Regions from separate parts of the Canis lupus genome. Here region 1 is linked to region 2. A link is a contact called in public Hi-C data. All regions are on one chromosome and are shown on one strand. Each heading gives the region's core, a stretch centred on a gene start, on an enhancer-like site or on the middle of the called end of the contact. The rest is flanking DNA. Distances are from core to core; before and after follow the strand shown.

Region 1 (6,455 bases), core at 823-3,322, 390 kb after region 2:
CATAATCACTATGTTAAATATGTCATGGACTGAGTCACTAAATGAAAAAAAGAAACAGCTTTTTTTGTGGGCTTATATATTTTTAAAATCTAGCTTCAAGGCTAATGAATTAGCACCATATCATTACATAAACCTGCTACTCTTTTCTCCCTTGAAAAGAAACAAATCGGTGGTCCTCTGATATTTTGTTCTTAGGACCACCCCATGCCCTTAAAAATTACTGAAGACCTTAAATAGCTATGGTTTATGTAGACTATCTATCAATACTTGCAGTATTAGAAGTTAAAACTAAGAAATTTAAAATATTTATTTATTTACAATAAAAATAAACCATTTAAAAATAACATTTTTATTTTTAAAAGATTTATTTTCAAAAAAATGTGAAATGTCTATTTGTTCTTGGTTTGCCATTAATTGTCTTGATTGAAGTATTTTAGGAAAATTCTATCTCACATAGAGATGTAATTGGAAAGAAAGAGTATTATGATAGGTTTTCAAATAATTGTGGATATTCTTGATTTTACAGCAAAACTTGAAAAATGGCAATTTCTTAAAGGTTAGTTGTTGCCTTGTAGAATCTGAGGCCATATCAATGAAATTTTTGTACTTTGTTATGTTAAAACCCATCAGTATTTTTCTACTTTGAGTGGATCTTTAAGTGTGTATGATTTTGTAATATTATGCACTTGCTCTTTTTAAAGAACTGATTCACTTAATTCACATAATCATCCATATCTCTCAAGTATTGACACATTTATTTATATGATATCAAAAGCTCTCCATATTTCTTAATACCAACACCAATCTCATTATAAAAAGTAAGTATACTGAAAGCCGTAAAATTTACAGGGGATCATGCAAGTTTTTAAAAATTTGAATTTACACTAGTGAGTTTGAACTTTATCACAAACAACAAATTATTGTTTTCTTTGAAGTCACAGCTTCCCTTATTAATTTTTAATAGCTACCTGCCAAAAAAACTAAACCTAAGTAACCATAGTTTGTCTGTCAGTTTCTCTTTAAAGTAAAAATGATGCTGTATGTTAAATAGTAGCTTTTACAGCTTTTTTCAAATATCTAAAAACTTTCCTCAAGACCATTGCATTTCAGTATGAAGCAGAGGTGTTTTCATTTTGTCACCAGGTGTACTAATAAAGGGCTGTACCTAAAGGTCAAGATTTAATAAAATTAATACTTTTTGTTCTTCATCAATAACATTCTTAAGTGAAACTGGAATTCTTTTTTTCTGGAATGCTTGAAATCAAAAAACAATGGCAGTGGGGTGCAGTGTGGTGCTATTGCCTTGATTCACACTAAGGTCCAGCAGTTTTAATCATCATTGCTTTCGCTTCAATCAGTACAAATGTCAACATAGCAAAACCACTAATGATACTTAAATTTTGATGTCAAAAGCCCATGAGAATCTCAGGGGTTCCCAGGAGTCTTTGGTACACACTGAATTAAAGTTTTTGGGCAACGCTGGTGGCTCAGCGGTTTAGCGCGGCCTTCAGCCCAGGGCCTGATCCTGAGGACCCAGGATCGAGTCCCATGTTGGGCTCCCTCCATGGAGCCTGCTTCTCCCTCTGCCTGTGTCTCTGCCTCTCTCTCTGTCTCATGAATAAATAAAGTCTTTAAAAATAAAAATTAAAAATTAAGTTTTCAAACAACATAAATGCCATTATAAACCTCCCACAATATTTTTTTAAATTGACTGTAAGTACATAATAATGCAATAAATTGAAATGCCTAATCATTCAAGAGAGGATAAAATTTGAAAAAGACAGATTTAAAATGTAAGCATGAGAAGTGAATTTTTTGAAATCATATCATAGTAAATATAACAGGGCATAGGAGGAAAGTAAATGGATTTTAAAATATGTCTTTAATCCTTTTAACCATTGTTTCCATACCTTGTAGTTTCTGGTATTGAAGTGGTTCCGTCATTAGACAGTTTCTACTTCTTTGGCTGGCAGCTGTTGGAAATGATCCTAGAATGCAACTCTGGAATCTTTTCTCTGACATCCGAAATATACGACAGACAATGCAGTTAACCTCCTTCTCCTAGAGCTTAACCCTTTCAATCTGAGTCAGACAAGAGCCCCAGTTTCAAAAGGGTTCTTGCCAATTGAAAACTAGTCACATGCCATCTTTTTTAGCCAATCATAGGGCCATGCTAAAAACAACAGCTGGTCAATTGAGACATCATTCTAACACCCCTATAATCACCACTAGCATTATTGCTGGCTCTATCAGAGAGTTCTGAGGACAGTACACAATCCTGTCAAATCTTACAGCTTCCAACATGTAGAAAGAAAAAATTATGCTCAGTCTATAAGAGGGTTATGCAGTTTGACCCAAGCCTCACACTAAGTCAGAAGTTAAAATACTGATGAAAGAATTTAGATATGGGATCTTTATTTCAAGAGATACCTTTTTTCTTATTCATATTCCTTTATGCAGCTAAAGAAAATGAATAGGAAATAACCTCTACTCTAATAATTTGAGTGTTCTTTGTCAATACATAAAATGGCTTTGCGATTCTTAAGTACCTGCCAGGGAAAAGTTACAGTATGTAGCTAATATTTATTCAGCTTCTACTACTGTAAGGCATGCTTTTAGGCACTAAAAATTTGAAGGATTTGGCAAACATTATTACATAAATTAAATTACTCACAGTATTTTTAGTATTTGATTAAAACCTCTGATTCAAAAGGTTGTTGATTGGAGATCCCTGGGTGGCTCAGCAGTTTAGCGCCTGCCTTTGGCCCAGGGCATGATCCTGGAGTCCAGGGATCGAGTCCCACATCAAGCTCCCTGCATGGAGCCAGTTTCTCCTTCTGTCTGTGTCTCTGCCTCTCTCTCTCTCTCTCTCTCTCTCTGTCGCTCATGAATAAATAAAGAAAATCTTCAAAAAAAAAAAAAAAAAAAGCTTGTTGATCAAATACCCAAAGGAAAAAAATCTGTAGCTACTTTTTGCCTTTAAATTATTCCTAATTAACAAAGGAAATATATTCAAATTACTGCCACCCCATGCTCTTAGTGTACCTGTGACATTAGTAGATTGTATCTAATACTTGAAACATGAATCAACTGGGAGTTACATGACTCCTCAACAACTGCTAATTACAGGGCAATGACTGAGAAACTACTTGCTGAATCCCTACTGTTTCCAGCCAGTCAATCTTGCAAGTTTTCAGGGCTCAGCCTTCAGATATCTTCTCTATCATATTTACTCTCTAACTTCCATGGATTTTCTTTGTTTCAAATATACTCTTTATATGTTCATGGTTCTCAAACTTATATTTCCAGTCTTGATTCCTTCTCTGAACTCCAGACTTGCATATCTAAATCTCTGCTCAACACACTCACTTGTATTTCATGCAGGCATCTTATATTAACATGTCCCAACCTTAACGATTAGTTCTCCCTAACCTTCCTGACTGCTACTTCTCACTCAGTCTCAGTCTCAGTAAATTGCAACCATTCCTCACCCAGTTGGTCATGACAAAAACCTTGAAGCCATCCTAGATTCCTCTCCACATCCAATCCATTAGAAAGTTCTTTTTTTTTTTTTTTTAATTTTTATTTATTTATGATAGTCACACACACAGAGAGAGAGAGAGAGGCAGAGACACAGGCAGAGGGAGAAGCAGGCTCCATGCACTGGGAGCCGGATGTGGGATTCGATCCCGGGTCTCCAGGATCGCGCCCTGGGCCAAAGGCAGGCGCCAAACCACTGCGCCACCCAGGGATCCCCCATTAGAAAGTTCTAGTTTCTATCCTCAAAATTCAGATCTGACCACTTGTACCATCTTCACCAATACCACTCTAATCAATAACCTCATCATCAGTCATCTGAAGTACTGCATTACCTCCTAACTGGTATCACGACTTCCATGATTGGTCCCATTCAATCTAACCTGAATACAACAATTAGAGTGATCTCATTGAAATATTAGTCAGAATATGTTGCTGCCTGGCATAAACTCCTCAAGTGCCTTTTCAGCACAGTTAGAATAACATTCAGTTTGATCTTAGCTTAGAAAACCATATATAATCCTGCTCTACTACTTTGTTCTTTCCAACCTAATTTTCATTCAGTTCCAGCTATGTTGTCCTCAGCCTTTGTAGTTTCTATACTCTCCCTCTTTGAAACTCTTCCTGGAGATACTTACAAGTCTTGCTCCTTCATTTCTTTCACATCTCTACTCAAATGTCACTCATCAAAGGTGCTTCTCTGACCATGTTCTCTAAAATAGTGGCTCTGTCACTCTCTATTCTCAACCTCTGCTTACTTATTTTTCTTAGCCTTTATAGCTTATCTCTAACTCTATATATCTCACATACATATATGTATGTACATACATATATAATAATTTGTTAATTTATTAGTAGAGTGAAAACATGGATTGTTGCCTCTTTAATGCTTACAACAGCAGTGTGATGAGAAATTTAAGTTCTCATAATATTTTTGTAACTTTTCTCTGATTTTAAAATTATTTTTAAAGAAGAAAGAAAGAAAAGGACAAACCTAATGAAGATGACAACAAGGAAAACAATACAGTCCCCACGTTATTTTCCATAACAAGTAAGAAGGAATTCAGGAAAAGGAATCCATTTGGCTGGGTTTGTAGAAATTTCATCTTTCCAAATTAACTGTCAATAGTAGTTGACTCAATAAATATTCTTGGATATTTCTTATTATGCTGATACCTATAGCTAAATACCTATTTCATAATTGAATATAACTATATCAGATTTCTAGGACTTGCAGCTGCAAGTTTGAAAATCTTATTTTAGTATTGCTTACTTCTTGTTAGATACGGCTTTACTGTATATATTTAGTAATTTAGATTCTGTAACATATTAAACAGATCCTAAAATGCTTGAAATGTGCCTTTCTAAATATTTTTTAAATCCTATTTAAAAGGAGAGGGCAGATGGTGGCAGAGTAGGAGCACTTTGCTTTATTCTATGAATACAACTAGAACCATCAAATCATCCTAAATATTCCAGAAATCAACTGAAGAATGGCAGAACAAACTCCACAGCTAAAAACAGAAGGGAGGGCGCATTGAGAAGGTAGGAAGTGTAGAGACACAGTCTGGGAGAGAAACAGACCAAGGCCACCATGGTGGTGAGGAAGCGGAGGACTTGGGGAAGGGCAAGAGACATCCTAGCACGCAGGGGAGTCCCCGGGAAAGGTAATTAATTCCCCGTAGCCATTGGCTTGGAAAGCAAGGGTGGCAGAATTTTGTGATTTCAGGCAACCAGTGGGGCTTAAAGCCTAGAATTTTAAAGGTCAGCAAGCTTGCTGGGACAGAGCCCGGAAAGCACTGCACTGCTCTTGGAGAGAAGGCAGGCAAACAACCCATGGACAGAAAGCCCAAAAACAGTGATCTGAAGAGGGCCTGGAGCATACAGTGGAAAGGTGATTTGCTCATCTTGAAATGTGTCCCAGAAAGGCAGCATTCAGAGAGAACCCTCCAGGAACAAACAGGCAGGTGTCATTTCCCAACCTTGCCCCTCAGCATGAGCACAGGGACACCTATGGGAACCAGTGCGGCACCCATACTTACTACCTAACTTGCTTACCCCAATGTCCACATGGACATTAACTCCATAAAGGAGCTAGAGTATAATGCTAAGTGAAGTAAGTCATCCAGAGAAAGACAAATACGTTATGATTTCACTCGGATGTGGAATTTAAGAAACAAAACAGAAGAGCAAAGGGGAAACAAAGAGAGAGGCAGGCAAATCAGAAAATAAACTCTTAATTATAGAGAACAAACTGATGGTTACTAGAGTGGAGGTTGGTGGGAACAATGGATAAAATAGGTGATGAGAATTAAGGGGCACACTTGTTGTGGTGAGCACTGGGTGATGTATGGAGGTGTTGAATTACTATATCATACATCTGAAAGTGACATAACTGTTGGTTAACTAACTGAACTTAAAATAAAAACAACAACAACAAAAAAGACCCAATCAACTGGTGTTATGTAACTGGTAGAAAATACTGACATACGTATTTGCATGCAAAATAAATATTTGAGGAAAAAGGGATATGACAAAATAGAGTTCAGAACAGTTCTTGATTTAATCAAGATTGCTGATTTCCTGTTGCTATACTAAGCATTTTCAGTACTTTGTTTCCTTAATCCTAACAATGTTGTGAAGTCTATACGCTATTATTCCCATTAATCTGGAAAGTAAACTAAAATCAGGGAGGTTGAGTCAATTTCTCAAGCCACAATATGACTAACAGAATTGGGACTGGAATACAATTTTTCTCATTGAATCATTGGTGACCCTAAGATCCCCTACCATTAGCCTTTCTTCCTGAAGTCAAATCCTAATTACCTTATTAAAAAATATCATCAGCAGTTTTATATTGTGAAAACAGAATCTCTTTGGGCTTGGTTACAGTTACTTGACTGAGAGGCCAAAGAGGA
Region 2 (6,215 bases), core at 1,527-4,026:
ATTTATGGTTCCCACATTAATTTCAGAATTTCCCCATGATTATTACTGTCTTTTATAATACAGGTCCATCATACCCCCATTCACTGATTCATCCGTCTGAAGTTTTTGTTTAAGGAAAAGGTGAAGGATTTATTTGATCTGAAGAGAAATCACATTATGCAAACATTTTAAATTTCTATTTTTGCTAGTTATCTTATTCGGTAATGTAAATATTAATTAAGTTGAACTTAATGGAGTCTCCATCATTCTAGAGTATATTCCTTAATAGCAAAGACAAGCAAATGCATAATTATGATGTTTTATGACAAATAATGTGCTATGAGGTGGAAGAAAAGGAGCAACCACCAAATCTGATTTCCTGCCATCCTATCTCTCAATCTTTTACTTCAGCCAGAGAAGTCTGAAAATTAAGCACACTTTTCAACTCTTGCTGAAAAGTACATGTGATCTTTGACTTATTTTTTCCATCCAAATACTGTTCATTTTAAAAGACTCAACGTATCCTACCTATAACCTTAAAACATTCCTTCCCCATTTCCACTCTTACTCATCTCTCCTTATTCTTACACTTGTAATAGATTTAAAAAATGTTTAGTATATAGTTGCATTAGTTTTATATAAGTTTTGTCTCCACAACTGAATTACATTTCCTTTGAGGGCTGTTTCTTTGTTTCAGTATCACACTCAGTGTGAAGAGCCTAACTTGCTTATCTTCCCCAAGAAAACCAGTAAGTAAGGAGCACTCTTAATTTAAAGAAATGAAATGGAAACTTCAGGCATAAGCCTTGGCTAAATAGCCTCATTTGGAGAGACACATTTACTAAACCTATTCTTGTATATTTAGTCACTGTGAGAATCATTATAATATGCTTTTCTCCAGGGAAATCAAAACACTAGCATTTCCCATTTCTCCTGCCATAAAATACACCCTAATTAAATTGATCTAATATCCAAAAGCTATTAGTTAAGTGAGGAATTGGTGGGAAAATTGGGTAATCCAACTTTCTGGTGCTTTAATGTATTTAGTGGTTTCTGCATGGCAGGTTTTTTGTTTGTTTTTGTTTCTTTATTTTTTTTTTTAACCACCTGGCTCATTTAGAATGTCTAGATAACTTCCATTTGTAGTGGCCAGTTTTTGGAACATTCTAGTTAACTTTGACATTACTTCTCGACACATCCTTGTACCCTGGGTTCATCATCAGGGTATGTCTAGGGACAACTTATTTATCAGTCATTAAAGGATCTTTGCCATCTGTAAGAATGTGTCATTTTCTTCAGAGATATGAATGCTGAAAAAGACAGATTCTGCAGGCCAATTAATCAGGTTGCCTCTGATGAGAGCAATCTGGGGCGGTATCTGCCTATACCAGAGGGCCTGTGCCTACACCAACAATTTTAATTTTGCTAACAGCCTGTTGTAGTCTAGCCTACTTCCAGATAAGCTCAAGTCAAGCTCAGGGAAATATTCAAATTTCAATAGTCCAGGATTCTTATTTTTCCTCTTTGTTCAGTCCCACCCAGCTGCAAACTACAGAGCAACATACTAGTTGAGAATCATTCTAAATTGCAACAAGACAGGATAGTTTCCCTCAAGAAGTCCCAAATGACACAGATTATAAACACTTCCTACCTGTGCAAATTTCACAGTTCCTAAAAATTCTCTCAATTTACCGTATTAATCAGAGTGAATGGAAAACTAGTTGAGGGACACCTGGATGTATCAGCGGTTGAGCGTCTGCCTTCAGCCTGGGGTATGATCCTGGGGACCCAGGATTGAGTCCTGCATTGGGCTTCCTGCATGGAGCCTACTTCTCTCTCTGCCTCTATGTCTCTGCCTCTCTTTCTGCCTCTCATTAATAAATAAATAAATTCTTAAAAAAAAAAAAAAAAAGAAAACTAGTTGAAAGAATAAGATGGGGATGAGGTCAAATTTGACAATAGCTACATTTTTTGAGGAGCATTTACTACATACCAGAGATTATGCCAGGCACTTTAATACATTGTTCATTTAATTTTCATGAAAGCTGCATAAAGTAGGCATTACCTCCATCTTATAAATGAAGGAACTGAAACCCAGAGAAGCTAAAAGATGTGCCCAAGGTAACAGCGCCGGGATTAAACTCCACTCTAATCTCCTGAGTCCAAGCTCTCCAAGATACCACAATACTGCCTTTGATATGCAATGCTGCATACAGTACTCAAGTGTAGATAGGAAATCTGTGATTGCCATATGCTAACAAGTTCATGATCTGGTTTACCTGTGGTCCAGCAAAGATACCACTGAGGAGCCAGGCCAGGCCAATCATGGACTGTCCGAGCTTGCCATTGTTTTTCATAGCTAGAGGCCTCGTGATGGCCAGGGAGCGGTCCAGGCTGATCACTACCATCATGAAGGCTGGGGCATACATGGAGAAAAGCTTCAGATAGCTGAGGACTTTGCAGAGGAACTCTCCAGCATACCATTGGACTGTAATGTTCCACATTCCATCCAGTGGCATGACAATCAGGGTCTCCAACAGGTTGGCCAAGGTCAGATGTTTTAAAAGCACTTTCATTCTCGAGAGCTTCTTCCCTTTCTCTTTCTTTTGAGTCCACTTCTGAAGTTTCAACAAGAAAGAAGCATTAAAAATTGTAGAGAGAAGAAAAAGGAAGAAAGTAACTGTCACTCGGATCTTCCCAGATAAGGTCAGGGTGGGGAGGTTGCCCTGCATCAGCATGTTGCTGTTGTTTACAGCTGAGCAGTGATTTTGATTCTGTTCAGGAGAGGCGCTTGCCATATTTCCTTACTGATGGAGCTTCAAGACTTGTGTTTCTGGCGCTTCTGATGTTTTATTGTAATCTAGCCCACAGCTCCGTTTTATTTCTGCCTTCTTTAGATGGAAGCGTCATAGGTTTATGTCAAATTTTGTCCCTGAGCTACTTTATGTTTAACATAAAAGATCAAGGTGAACTTGTTTTGTGGGCTAATAATCCAACAGAGTCTAAAACAGAGCATGTCAAACACATTCTGAGGGCCAAATGTAACTTGGTACCTCAGCAGATGGCCTGGTTTTCACAACATTTTTCCTAAGGAGAGAAGGTCGAAGCTTAGTTTTGGATTTAAAAGCCACTCATGCTACTCTTTACATAACTTTAATAAAGAGATTTTCTAAAAACTAGTATTATTGTTTTAACAGGTACAAAATGAAAATGAAGAAAAATACTAAAAAAGAACTTTATCCAGTTCAAATCTGTTTTAAGAAATTAATTCATTTCTCAAAAACATTTGTTTTTCTTTTCAATCACACACTGCTATACATTCAGACACTAGACAAATATGTTCATTTAAAACCATCCTCCACAAAACGTCATATTACTTTTATTTATTTTATTTTTTATTTATTCATGAGAGAGAGAGAGAGAGAGGAGGGCAGAGACACAGGCAGAGGGAGAAGCAGGCTCCATGCTGGGAGCCCGATGCAGGACTCGATCCCGAGACTCCAGGATTGCGGCCAAAGGCAGGCGCTAAACTGCTGAGCCACCCAGGGATCCCTCATATTATTTTTACAGAATTCATTTAGTCTAATACAAATTGGCCTGCATGCAAATTTATGTATCAGTCTAAGTGGCCAGACCATCCATTCTTAGGCTGTTGTAAAAATGATTAACTCTTTTTTATTATTGCCTTGTTTTTATATTTGTTTGAATATTATACTTGCCGTTATTGCACATCATTGCATAAGGTAGCTAGATATTGGAGAGAATACTGTATAAATGCTGTACCCACATTTATATATAATATGAATATTTGTTTAAATTCCTTTCATGCTATCCGATTGTTTCAAATTGGGGCCACTGAGAAACTCTCTGTGTTAACTGCTTTAGCTTTCACAGTAAATGTTTGATGATGTTATTTACTAACACGACTATGACTTACGCTGGAATTTATTAAATCACTAGCTTGACTGGTCTTATGTTAACTAGTTTGCTACTGTGATAGCTAAAGCAGGAATAATGTTAAGAGTAGAGGTGACTCTTTTGACTTAGATGGTCCATTCTTGGCTCATTTTTTCCCATCTTATATTCATTTATTTAATAAATAGTTACTAAATACCTATTATATATACTCTTAGCCTTTGCAGGTGATAAAATGTGCACATGGCATCATCTGGGCCTTGAAGGAGGTTCTCTGGTATTACAGAAGATTACGTAAGAGTATTGGGTATGTCTCTGTGCCTCCTCAGAGTCCCTCTGTGCTGGCTGCCTCCTGCCTCTGGAGGAACTTAGAGCAGTTGCTTACCTGGGCTCCCTCTTGGCTGTCACCACATCCCCAGAATTACTGGCTTTCTCTCACTACTTCTAGACTTAAATGAAATATTATACTGCAGGACCTGGACTCTGGCTTCCTAAGTAGCTTTCTGAAGGGTCTGGAAATATTTTCTGAAGGAATATTTTGATTCTGAAAGGGACTACTTCAGAATAATTAGTGGAAGGAACAGATGAGTCAGAAATTATGAGAAGTACACCTTTTGGAGAAGCATCACGTGTATTTTTAAGCACAAAGATAGCATCATAGACTTGACTCTCATTATTTGTGGTAGTTCTATAAAGTTGCCACGAACACTGAATTGGTGAATCCTGAGCAAGTACTTGCTCCTAACAAAAATATGGGGTTAGGTTCCTGTGACCCCCAACCATTTGCATTATATAGGCTCATTTGCCAACATCCTTTTAAAACAAGGTGGTCTCGGTATTGAAAACCTGCTTTTTCACATAACCCTTTTCCTGTATAACATTTAGCAGATATTTAAAATATAGTCCCAAGATTCCTGATAGCAGAAATTGCTACTCCTTCAAGCTGAACATTTTTCATACCAGATGGCTTTTTGAATTGTGCAAGTCAGTTACCATAATTTTTTGGCTTTCACTGTCTCAACAATGCTGTCCACTACGTTTTTTAAAAATTAATCCTCATCTCATGAAACCACATATTATGCCACTTTTCCACTTTTTCCATGGCTTCATCACACAGTGATTACGCTTTAGAACTCTCTAGAGCAGCCACGCGTTCAGATCAGCAATTTTTCTCCTCCTTTTTCTGGATGTACTGGATTGTTGATTCATTAACAATGAACTCAGCCACTGGCACTATTACTCTTGCCTGAAGGAAGCTTATTTAATACACATATTTTCTCTGTAAGGTACATCACAGCCTTCTTGTGCTTATGAACACTGGACAATAGTACTTCAGCACTATGTTTGGGTCATTTTAATCAGTGAAATCGTTACCAAAATGTACAAAAATATGAAAAACATGGCACTAAATACACTATGGAAAGGAAGCTTGCTTATAGTGTGACAGCTGTAATGAGAAGGGCAGAGAGAGCGTCACCTTCTCTAACCTCAAATTTATTCCCTCTCTGTATATGCACATGTCTAGGAATAATTATAGAAGCACTGTGGATATTGATTTGGGGTTACAAATGAATTTTAACAAATAAGTGAGTTTACAAGTAATAAGGATTTCCTGTACATAAAAATCAGTGAGTAAAGCCAAAACGTTAAAGAAAAATAGAAATTCCTACTAGAACTTCCAAGTAAGTTCAACTGTATTACAAAACATAAAATGTTTATAACATTAAAAAGCAAGGAGTTATCAGAACTTGACAATAGATTGAAAGAAATACTGTTTTTTGAGTCCTCAGCTGTTGAGAGTTTAGGGGAGATAGTGAAATTATGTTTATATAGAATATTTAAAAAGGCATTTCTTTTACATCTGAGATTTGTGACCATAAAATTTGTACCTACTAGATTAGCCAAATGAGATTCCTTATAACAGTTTATTATTCTGAAGAACTCAGAAGACTTTGCATACACATCATGTCAGCTAATCTGAGCAGGGCCACATGTTTGAAACCAAACAAAACAAGGTAACCATTGGATAGATTTTACAAATCAGAAAAGCTATTACAAGGGGTCCCAGAAACCAAAAAAAAAAAAAGAAAGGAAAAATATTCACGATAAAAATCTAATTATTTTGAAGTATGATTTGCCTTTTGTCTCTTATTTAGGGAAAGAAAAAACTGGAGCATGAAAGCTGTATTATTAATTTCTACCTTTCCTTTCCTGCCTTTTTCCCTTTCCCATATTCATCTTGGCTGCAAGTTCCTCCAAAATGTATCTGTTCATCAATGTAAGAAAGAGAACAAAGAAAGACAACAAAAGACAGGAGAAGG

Evidence for each region. Hi-C and Micro-C count contacts between places; a contact is called where the count stands out from the background.
Region 1: a Hi-C map of skin fibroblasts shows a contact between it and region 2, with 2.5 times the contacts expected there. The contact joins the promoter of LOC482174 here to the promoter of GNRHR in region 2. A contact is called at or near these places in 3 of 9 Hi-C or Micro-C datasets (amygdala, blood and skin fibroblasts).

Annotation. Positions count from the first base shown.
Region 1 is chr13:59,488,399-59,494,853 of UU_Cfam_GSD_1.0, forward strand. It overlaps LOC482174 (transmembrane protease serine 11F), which reads right to left and starts at 2,073. Exons shown (of 11, transcript XM_038556211.1): 1 at 1,911-2,073.
Region 2 is chr13:59,101,701-59,107,915 of UU_Cfam_GSD_1.0, forward strand. It overlaps GNRHR (gonadotropin releasing hormone receptor), which reads right to left and starts at 2,777. Exons shown (of 3, transcript NM_001003121.1): 1 at 2,259-2,777. The coding sequence starts at 2,777.